Linked DNA regions of Rattus norvegicus: region 1 is linked to region 2. Evidence: chromatin contacts called from public Hi-C data. All regions are on one chromosome and are shown on one strand. Each heading gives the region's core, a stretch centred on a gene start, on an enhancer-like site or on the middle of the called end of the contact. The rest is flanking DNA. Distances are from core to core; before and after follow the strand shown. Region 1 has its middle 33 kb from the start of Ptpn1. Region 2 has its middle 98 kb from the start of Ptpn1.

The links. Hi-C and Micro-C count contacts between places; a contact is called where the count stands out from the background.
Region 1: a Hi-C map of hepatocytes shows a contact between it and region 2, with 2.7 times the contacts expected there. The contact joins two enhancer-like sites. A contact is called at or near these places in 9 of 12 Hi-C or Micro-C datasets (frontal cortex, hepatocytes, kidney and 4 more).

What each region holds. Positions count from the first base shown.
Region 1 is chr3:177,022,598-177,027,188 of GRCr8, reverse strand. No RefSeq gene overlaps it. Among named protein-coding and RNA genes, the nearest start is that of Ptpn1, 33 kb to the left of the region's middle. Within about 2 kb of position 1,953, at least 4 of the 93 cell types and tissues checked have an H3K27ac peak or open chromatin away from gene starts, as enhancers often do. A contact at or near this core is called in hepatocytes, where this site is marked.
Region 2 is chr3:176,957,548-176,962,450 of GRCr8, reverse strand. No RefSeq gene overlaps it. Among named protein-coding and RNA genes, the nearest start is that of Ptpn1, 98 kb to the left of the region's middle. Within about 2 kb of position 3,375, at least 19 of the 93 cell types and tissues checked have an H3K27ac peak or open chromatin away from gene starts, as enhancers often do. A contact at or near this core is called in hepatocytes, where this site is marked.

The DNA of each region.
Region 1 (4,591 bases), core at 704-3,203, 66 kb before region 2:
ATCTGGGCTCATGCAGCACAGGGGATCAGTGGCTCCCCAGGAAGTCCTTGTCTCCTTTTTCAAACGGTCACCCAAATTCGCCCATCTTCTCTGTCCTGAGAAGGTGGGAAATAAGCCAGTCTCCCCACAGACGTAGGCGCTGTGGTTGTCCTTATTTTATCGAGTACTGATAGGGATAGGTTAAGTAACCCACTCAAAGCTGCACAGCTGGCCTGGTGGGAGGGCTTTTAAAATGACAGTTCACCAGAATCCATCTGGTTCTGCAAAACTGGCTAAACTCCCAGGAGCTGTTTTCCAAAGGTGCCCGTATGTGGCTGCTGCTGTCCAGTCTGCCTGGGCAGGGCCCTGGGGACTTGTAATGCCAGACAGTGACTCTGAAAAGCGGCTGAGACTTGGGGACCCCGCCTGGTGGCTTTCTCTAGATGACCCTAAGACTTTTCTCCACAGGACTAAACTGACAAAGGAAAACAAACCCACCTACCACTTCCTGTTTAGAAGAGGGATGGGAGATCTCCTTGGGCGAGGGTTACGGAATTTTCCAAGTACACCAACGTTCTCAGAGCCGAGTTATTAGAATAGAACCTCATTTGTAGACTCCGGGACACAGCGCAGAGCTGTGTAGACAGGATGGATGACTGGGGGATGGGTTGGGGAGGGAAGGGAATGGTGGGGGTTGTATCTCAAAGGATTCAGAGGCTGATAAACGTGTTCTGAGGTCCCGGGCTCTACACACATCCCATTAGCCGTACCTTAGTCATGGCAAATCCTTGTTGCGAGAACTGCTGGGGAATGTCAACCATCAGTGGGCTTTCTAACAATTCTGTCCTGAGGTCTAGAGAAAGGCGTGGTCATGGGGTCTCTGTGGATGCCACAGCACATGTGTGGATGTCGAAGGAAGCTTTGTGGAGTTTGTTCTCTCCTCCACCATTATGTGGGTTCTGGGGTACGTAGCTTAGGTACCAGACTTGTATGGTAAAAGTCTTTATCCATGGGACCATCTTGCCAGCCTTCCCTCACCTTGTTTTTGGAAGCAGGGTCTCTCGAAGGAGATTGTCACTTCTGATAGGCTGGGGCCTTAAAGCCATAGCGTCCATTTGTCTCCACCCGCCCTGGCCTGGGACTACAAGACCTAGCCTCCTCACCTGGCCTTTCCTAGGCTGTAGATGCTTAACCCACGTTCTCAGCTTCTCGTGTCCCTCAGGCAGTCACTGCCTGAGCCATCTCCCCTGCTCCTGCCCCCAGGCATTATAGAAGAGCACAAAGTTTGGACTCTGGGATACAACACATTCCTCACCCCCTGGAGGAGCCCCGTGCCATATGGTTTCAGAATCGAATCTAACCATGACTGCCAACTTCAGGAGGCCCCACTTGGCTGGTCTCTGGCTCGGGCTATGCCGTGTGGCTGGATAACGTAATAAGCACACGTGGGCTTCTGCATTATCAACAGTAATAGATTAGAGCCAACAACGCTTATTTTTAAAAACTTCTTCCCTGGGGTATTGTCATCAGGTCAGAGTAGACATTAATTAATATTTTGCTGATTGTGTAAGAAGCCACATGTGGGGACTCAGAGTGCTTTTGGCTGTAGACTCTGACTCTCTCAGAAACGCTTGTACCAGATGAAGGTAGGGTTTGTGGACCAAGATGAGGAGAATGGACTTGACCTTGAGGGCACAAGGGAGCCATGCAAGAGGTTAACAGGAGAGAGCCCTGGGCAGTATTTAACAGAAAATCCTCGCTACAAGGTGGTAGGCAGGCAGAGAGTCCATGCTGTGATTTGGACAAGGTCTGACAGATTCCAACACGAACCACAACGACCTGGAGTCACGATGGTCACACTTAAAACTCTGGTCCAGTTTCTCCACCCATCCCGGCCTTCCCTACGTATGCTGCCCTGTCTGGGCCACGTTCTTCTTTTGAAAGCATATTTTCTTTTCCTTAAGTAAATATTTATTTTTGAGATAAGCTCTCAGGCCGGCACTGGATGCTCTTAAAAGGGTAACATGGGGCTGAACTCCTAGTCTCCTGACTCAGTGTTGCCAGTGTGGACCTCAGCTAACCTAGGGCTTTGAGCGTGTTAGCCTGGACAAGCCTTCTACCAACTGAGTTACCTCCCCAGCCCCAAGTGAGTTTGGTTTCTAGACTGTGTGTGTGTGAGTGTGTGTGTGAGTGTGTGTGTGTGTGTGTGTGTGTGTGTTACCCTTGGAGACCAGAGGAGGAAATCAGATACCCTGGAGCTGCAGTTACAGATGGTTGTGAGCTGCCAAGTGGATGCTGGGAACTGAACCCCAGTCCCTTGGCAGAAGGAAAAGTGGTTTTAGTTATGGAGTGGTCTCTTCAGCCCGAGAGTTTAGCTTTTAAAGGAAACTGCCTTCCTCTCCTGTGTACAGCCCAGCTGAAGCTTTGCTAAAGAGACCTCAGATTCCCAACAGCTTGTCGACAGCACTCCGTCCCTCCAGGGTTGACGGGAGCTGTCCTTGTACTCCTTCCTGGTCCTTCAGCCTCAGCCTCTGAAGCACTGGGGTCCCAGGAGAGCACCCACGCCCGCTGTATGGCTGGCTGGTCCTGGGATGGCGACATCTCCTGTTTGTGTGTCATCTACCTCTGTTCAAACGCAGACTCGGGACCACGACTCCAACAAGCCATTGTAGCAGCAGACAGAGAGAAAAGTCAGACCCAAGGATGGCTTGAGACGCTCCTGTCCAGAAGTTCAGCTCACCAAGTAAAAAATCTCCTATGCCGTGCCATCTACCACATGGCCTGTGATGGGACCAGGCCCTTGGCCTGTTCTTGTAGTGTGATGTCTTCATTGGACCAACCTTGTCCACTTGCAGGGGTCCATCTTTGTCAAGCCTGTGGACCTCAGACATTTCCTAATAGAAGTGAGCAGGGGAAGGAGACATCAGGCCCTCACTTGAGCTTCTCAGCCCTTCTTCCCAGTCATTTGAACTCAATTCTGCCCTAACTGGTGTGTGTGTGTGTGTGTGTGTGTGTGTGTGTGTGTGTGTGTGTGTGATATGTGTAGTGTTATGTGTGTGTGTTGTGGTGTATAGTTTGCATGTGTTGTGGTGAGGAGTGTGTGTATGTGTGGTGTAATAGTGTGTGTGTGTGGTGTGTAATGTGTGTATGTGTGTGAGTGTGTGTATATATGTGTGAGTGTGTACGTGTGTGCGAGTGAATGTGTGTGAGCTGTGGTGTGCGCCCTGACATCGTTCCAGTGAGTGTGTATGTGTGCTGTGGTGTGCGCCCTGACATCTTTCCAGTGTGTGTGAGCTGTGGTGTCGCCCTGACATCGTTCCAATGAGTGTGTGTGTGTGCTGTGGTGTGTGCCCTGACATCTTTCCGCTCTGTTCCTTGGAGCTGTTCCTGTGTGAACATCAGGCGGGCATTTGCGCAGCGATACTGAGGACCATGAGCAGTTCTAGGCGAGCCCGCCAGGTGTCGCCCTCTCCCAGCGGTCGGAAAGCGCGGCGGGCAGCCGGTGGGTACAGGGGAGCCGGGGCTTTGGCACTGCAACCTGCTCCGGGCCGCTGTTTGAACCAAGTTTCCCCGGGTGGGAGCCCAGGTGAGTTGCTCCCAAGGCATTGCTGCCCACGAGACGCCCAGCGTTTCTGCATGCCTTGCGTCCTATAGAGGGGAAATGAGGCTGAGAGAGTTGCGGAGCCTCAGGGGTCCCAGCTAGTAAATGGGAGAAAGAGTCCCACCTCGGACTGAGTTCTGATACCCAGCAGGAGACAGTAGTGGCCATGTTATTTTTGATAGGCACTCCGCCTCAGACAGACGCTAGGCAGGCCAAAAAAAAAAAAAAAAAAAAAAAAAAAAAAAAAAAAAAACCAACAAAAAAAAAAAACCCCAACAAAACAACAACAACAAAAAACACCAGGAGACTTCAAAAGTTTGTTTTTTTAATCATTTAACTACACCTTGAAAGTTATTATTATTTTGATTTAAAAATCTCTAGGAGGTTGAGGCAGGAGGAGCAGGAGGATCAAGAGTTGAAGACCAGCTTGGGCTTCATAGAAGAGATCCTTGGCTCCAAGGGGTGAGGGGGAGAGGGGAGGAGGAGATAGTATAATGGCATAAAAGCTACCCACTCTTTGGTTTTGAGGCAGGTCCTTCCTATCAATGATCTTATTCTCATTTCTCATTGAAATCTTCATGGGCTGGCAAGAGGGCTTAGTAGATCAAGGTGATTGCTGCCAAGCCTAGACAAACTTGATCCCAGGGATATACAAGGTAGGAGGAGACTGCTTCTACAAGCTGTTTTCTAACCTCCTCAAACACCTTGTGGTGGTATGAGTGAGTATGTACACACACACACATAAAAGAAGGTAATTTTTAAAAAAATATCTTTTTCCTTCTTCTTCTAGTTTTTTGAGACAGGGTTTCTCTGTGCAACAGTCTTAGCTCTCCTGCTCCTGTAACTCAATTTGTAGACCAGGCAGGTCTCGAGCTTGCAGAGATTCTCCTGTCTCTGCTGTCTCCTGTCTCTGCTTCCTGAGTGTTGGGATTAAAGGTGTGCAACACTAGGCCTGGAGTAATCTTTTAATCTTAAAAAAAAAAAATGGGGGCTGGAGAGATGGCTCAGCGG
Region 2 (4,903 bases), core at 2,126-4,625:
CCGCCTCTACTGCCCAGGCCTGTTTGGCCAAAAGGGCGTCACTTCTGGAAAACCGTGGGCTGAGGCCCAGCCCCTGGCAGCAGCCATGTGCCCTGGGGCACAGGGCCAGCATCTCTGTCTGGCCAAGGTGGAGTTACCCCCCCCACACACACACACACCACTTCTCACACGAAGAACAAAGAGCAGAGGAAGCTCTGGCCCAGCCTGCCCCACACCACTTCTTGAGACCTTTGTGTGTGTTTACTTCTCTGATTCTCTTGCTTTCCAAGAGGCTCAGGACTAGACTCAGTAACCTCGGTGCCCAAGCAAACAGTGGGCAGACCTTACCCAGGTAGCAGCTCGTCACGAAGGAATCAGGGAGCCAGCATCTCCCTTCTTTCTACCCGCTGGTAGCCTCCTGGTTTGCATGCTGAACTTGGTTCCTCTCGCTGTGTGGGACTCAGGTGTGCGGACTCTTAGTTCGGCTTCCTGGCCATGGGGCCAGTTTTACTGCTCTCACTTCACAGTCTTTTTGCCACCAGTTTCCACATGGGTGGGAATGGGCCATGGCCATCTCAGATATGCCAATGCCCCAGCACTGGGCAGAGTCAGTGGGTGAGTGGATGGATGGATAGATGGATGGATGGATGGATGGATGGATGGATGGATGGATGGATGGATGGATGAATGGATGGATGTACAAGTGGCCAGAGGCAAAGACAGGCTTCACTTCAGACCTGGGTTCCTCTTCTTCAAAGTCAATCTCTGTACCCACAAGCAAAAAAGGAGGGAGCTGGGTTTCCCTTATGCCACAGCCTGTCTGTGTGGGAACCCTGGGTCTCCAGGACAAGACAGGCTTCCAGAGGAAGCCTCTAGGTTGGGAGGGTGCAGTCATCACCCCAGGGCCACTGGCTCTGGCCTCTGGACTTCCGTGGGGCCCTTAAAAGCCCCCCTCCTTGGTCTGATTTATTTTTAGCAGTGGAGCTGGGCAGAGCCCTCTCCTTAGGAAAAGTCCTAAGGCCAAGGGAGGGCTTTGAAACCGGGTGAGAAACTAGGTCAGGCCGGCAGCTGGCCTTGCTCCAGACGATAAGGCCGGGAAGTTTAATAACGTGAGTGGCCGATCCATGACATAACCGAGAGGAAACGGCAATTAAGGGGCGATTGTGCAAGCGGACAAGCTCCTTCGCAGCTCATAAACGGGAGGAGGGAGAAGCTTCATTGTTATCTAGGGCCGCACACGAGGTCTGTGGAGCCTCGACTGTAAGGATCCCTTCACTGGGGCAGCACCCTCCTCCTCCTATCTCTTCAGGACAGGGGGACCCTGAAGGACCCTAAAGGCCAAGAAGCTCCCACAGCCAGCCTGGCTCTGCTGGGGCTTTGCTGAGAGTTGCCAAGAAGCCAGATTCTTGGCGGGTGGCTGGGACACAGCTGTAGAGTGACGCAGCTGCTTTGCCTAGCAGGTGAACCAAAGAACCCCCCTGCCCCTCCAGCCTCACCCTCCGCACCTCAGTTACTGTGGGTCTTCAAATCCTCAATATCATGTGTCCAGTCCTCCCAGCCACACCATTTACTTCCTCTTCTGCACTGGACTTGTTTCTTCTTGAACTACAAACCTGGGCTCACCACAGGACCTTTGCGCTTGCTTTGATCTTGGCTAGGATACTCTCCCTAGGATACACTTGGCTCCCTAACACCTTCAGCCTTTGCTTAAGTGTTGGTGTCACGTTACAATCATGGCTGCCCAGTCCTCATGAGCGCAGAGACCCACCTGCTGTTCTCAGCTCCCCTTTGACTTTACCACCAGACAACCCTGTGCCATGCTGAGGTCCCACGAGGGCCCTGCGGCATGTGAGTGTCCTGTCAGAGGGACTTCTGTCCATCTCACTCTGGGCTGCAGCCCTGGCATCACGAACCGCTGAGAATGTAAGAGCATCCATCTTTTTAAGTAGTGGTGAATGGGCGAGTGGGCAAATGAATTCGTGAATGGATAAGAGAAAAAATGTTAGCGGACGCATGTAGAAATGAATGATTGAATGAATGTGTGAATTAGCTAATTAGCAAGCTAGTAAGTAAGCTCGTAGATGAATGTGAATAAAGGACTGTTTGAGTCACTGAATGTGTTAGTGAGTGCACGAATGAGGGGAGAGCAAAAATGAAAGAATGGGTGGACAAATGAATGAGTGCATGAACGAATGAATGAGTTACAAATGAATGAGTGAGTGAACAAATGAATGAGTGCATGAATGAATGAGCGTGTGAATGAATGAATGAGCGAACAAATGAAAGTGTGTGAATGAATGCATGAGTGAACAAATGAATGAGTGCATGAACGAATGAGTGTGTGAATGAATGAACAAATGAAAGTGTTTAAATGAATGAGTGAATAAATGAATGAACAAGTGGACAAATGAGGGAGTGTGTGAATACATGAAGGCATGGATGAATATTGCTGTTACCACTGAATCAAGAGTCGCTACCAACCGCCCCAGGATTGAGTTCTTGTAGAAGCTGCTGGTGGGACAGTAGCAGGGTCGCCACTGTTATTAGGGCAACCCAGTATCAGCATCTGTCACCTGCGCTCCAATAGGCTGTTGGCCGCTCCCACTTCCTGGGCCCTTCTGGATGGGGCGCTGTTTGGTGTAATCACCTGGTTGCCTGTCCAGGTCATGCCTGGGCAGGAGCAGCTGCACACGCAGACCCCCAGGCAGGGACACACATGCTGTCCCCATACACTCCCTTTCCCACCCAGAACTCCAGACCTGAACTCACATTCACACACAATTAAACAAACACACCCAGTTTCTCACGAACACGCCTCAGCAAATAAGGCCTCATGCCCAAACATGTAGGCACACTCAACGATCCTCCTGTGCCTTTGACTGAGTGTACACACACACGCACACACGCACACACGCACACGAGCGAGCGATACCACGTCCCCCATTCTCCCCAGCCACACCTCCTGAGATGTCTGCCTGTCTTCTGCAGGGCACTGCTCCCTCCTCCCCCTCCCGTGAGTGACCCTGAGAACTAGTGACAGGGCACCTCACTGGCGCCCACCCTGACCCCGGTGCATCTTTGACCTGACCTTTGCACTCAGCCCGGCTCCCTACAACGGTGCATGATACACACGTCATCCTCGACTGGGCCGCCCCAGGGCATGTCTGCTGGCGCTGTCCTGGGCACCTACCCACTTCCTCCTATTGTGGGCGGCAGCCTTGCCGACATCAGCCAGTTTAGGGCCTGCCTGGCACCTCACAGAAGGGAAGGAAGTAATCTGTCCCTTCTACAGGGATCTGTGACCCAGTCCCACCACTCACCTTGACGGTGCCTGGCCTGAGGCTGGAGGTTTGCAAAGGGGTTCACGGGAGCACTTTCCTTTTTGGCCATCAGGGGCACCATAGCATTTCTAACAACTGAGAACACAGGGCCTGGACCTGTATGCAGTATGCAGGAGCGATCTTCAGAACAGTCATGGTCCCACGTGACAAGTGACAGATTGGGTCAGCGTCCCCATGGCCCCAAACTCCCATCCTGAGCTCGCTCTCTGTGCTGGCTTATCTCCTGGTGCTTTCATGGGGGGTTCATTTCTCTTGTCTCTGTGAACCCCAATCTCCATAGCCCTCCATGTTTGTACTTGTGCTGGCTCAGGGGACACCGGGTGACGCAGCTGTATCAGCCTGAGGCCCGAGTGGTAGAGCTGGGACTGCTTGTAAGGAAGAGCAGAGCCGGCTCCACCGGGGCCAGGGGCTGTCTGAAGTGTTCCTCGGACTTTAGGTTCCAAGGCAGGAAAGACACCGGACTTGACTCAGGACCTCTGCAGGCTCTCAGACAATTTGGAAAGGGGACTTGTGTGACACCAACAAAAACTTTTGCTTTTTAATTTTTTTTCTGACTACCAGGCGGGGTGGTAGTACATGCTTTTAACTTGGGAAGCAGAGGCAGGTGAATCTCTGCCAGTTCGAGGCCAGCCTGGCCTACAAATCAAGTTCTAGGACTACCAGGGCTACACAGAGAAACCCTGTTTCAAAAAAGGAAAAAAAAAAGTTTTAGATTTTTATTTCCTTTTCTTTCACGTGCCTGAGTGCTTTACCTGAGTGCCTGTCTGTGTACCATGCACCAGTGTCCGTGGAGGCCAGAAAGGAAATGAGTCCCCAGGAACTGGAGTTATAGGTAATTGTGAGCCATCATGTGGGTGCTGGGACCGGAACCCAGGTCCTCTGCAAGAGCAACATGTGCTCTTAACCACTGAGCTCTCCAGCCCCAAACTTTTTGCTTTTTCAGAAAGTAGAAATGTCGGGCATGATGGCTCCTGCCTGTAGTTGGGAGGATCTCTGAGACTTCCAGGCTATCCTGGGCTACAATGTGAGACTGTCTAAAAAAAAAAAAAAAAGAAAAAAAAAGAAACAAAAACCAAAAACTAAAGCTGAACTTAGTGAACAAGATAAACTAATGGGTTTGTTCTGATGGATTCTAACAGAACCGAGAGGAGAGGTTTCCTAATATGGAGCCCCCACCCCCAGTCCCACCCCCACCAGCTCTTCTCTGAGTTCCTAATCGATCCCAGCTGACTACAAAAGCCCAGGTCAGTCATCTGATGTCCCACTGTCAACTGCACAGGCCTGTGAGAATCTTTGCCACATACTCAGTCCCTTTGTCCTGTGTTGGGGCCATGTGGCACACTGGTAAGGAAGTTACACACTTGTCCTCCTCTCTCCAGCTTCCGAGCCCTGGACTACAGTGACTCCCTGGCTCCCCAGTGGCCCTTACTGGGGACCCACAATGGCCACCACTGGGACTTTAGGTCAGGCACTACTATTGGGCTGAGAAACTGTCCACTCTGCGCAGATGAGTAAGAGACACACAGGAGCCAAGGGACACCGGGTGCCCAAAGACGATGCACACATAGGCAGGCCCTCAACTT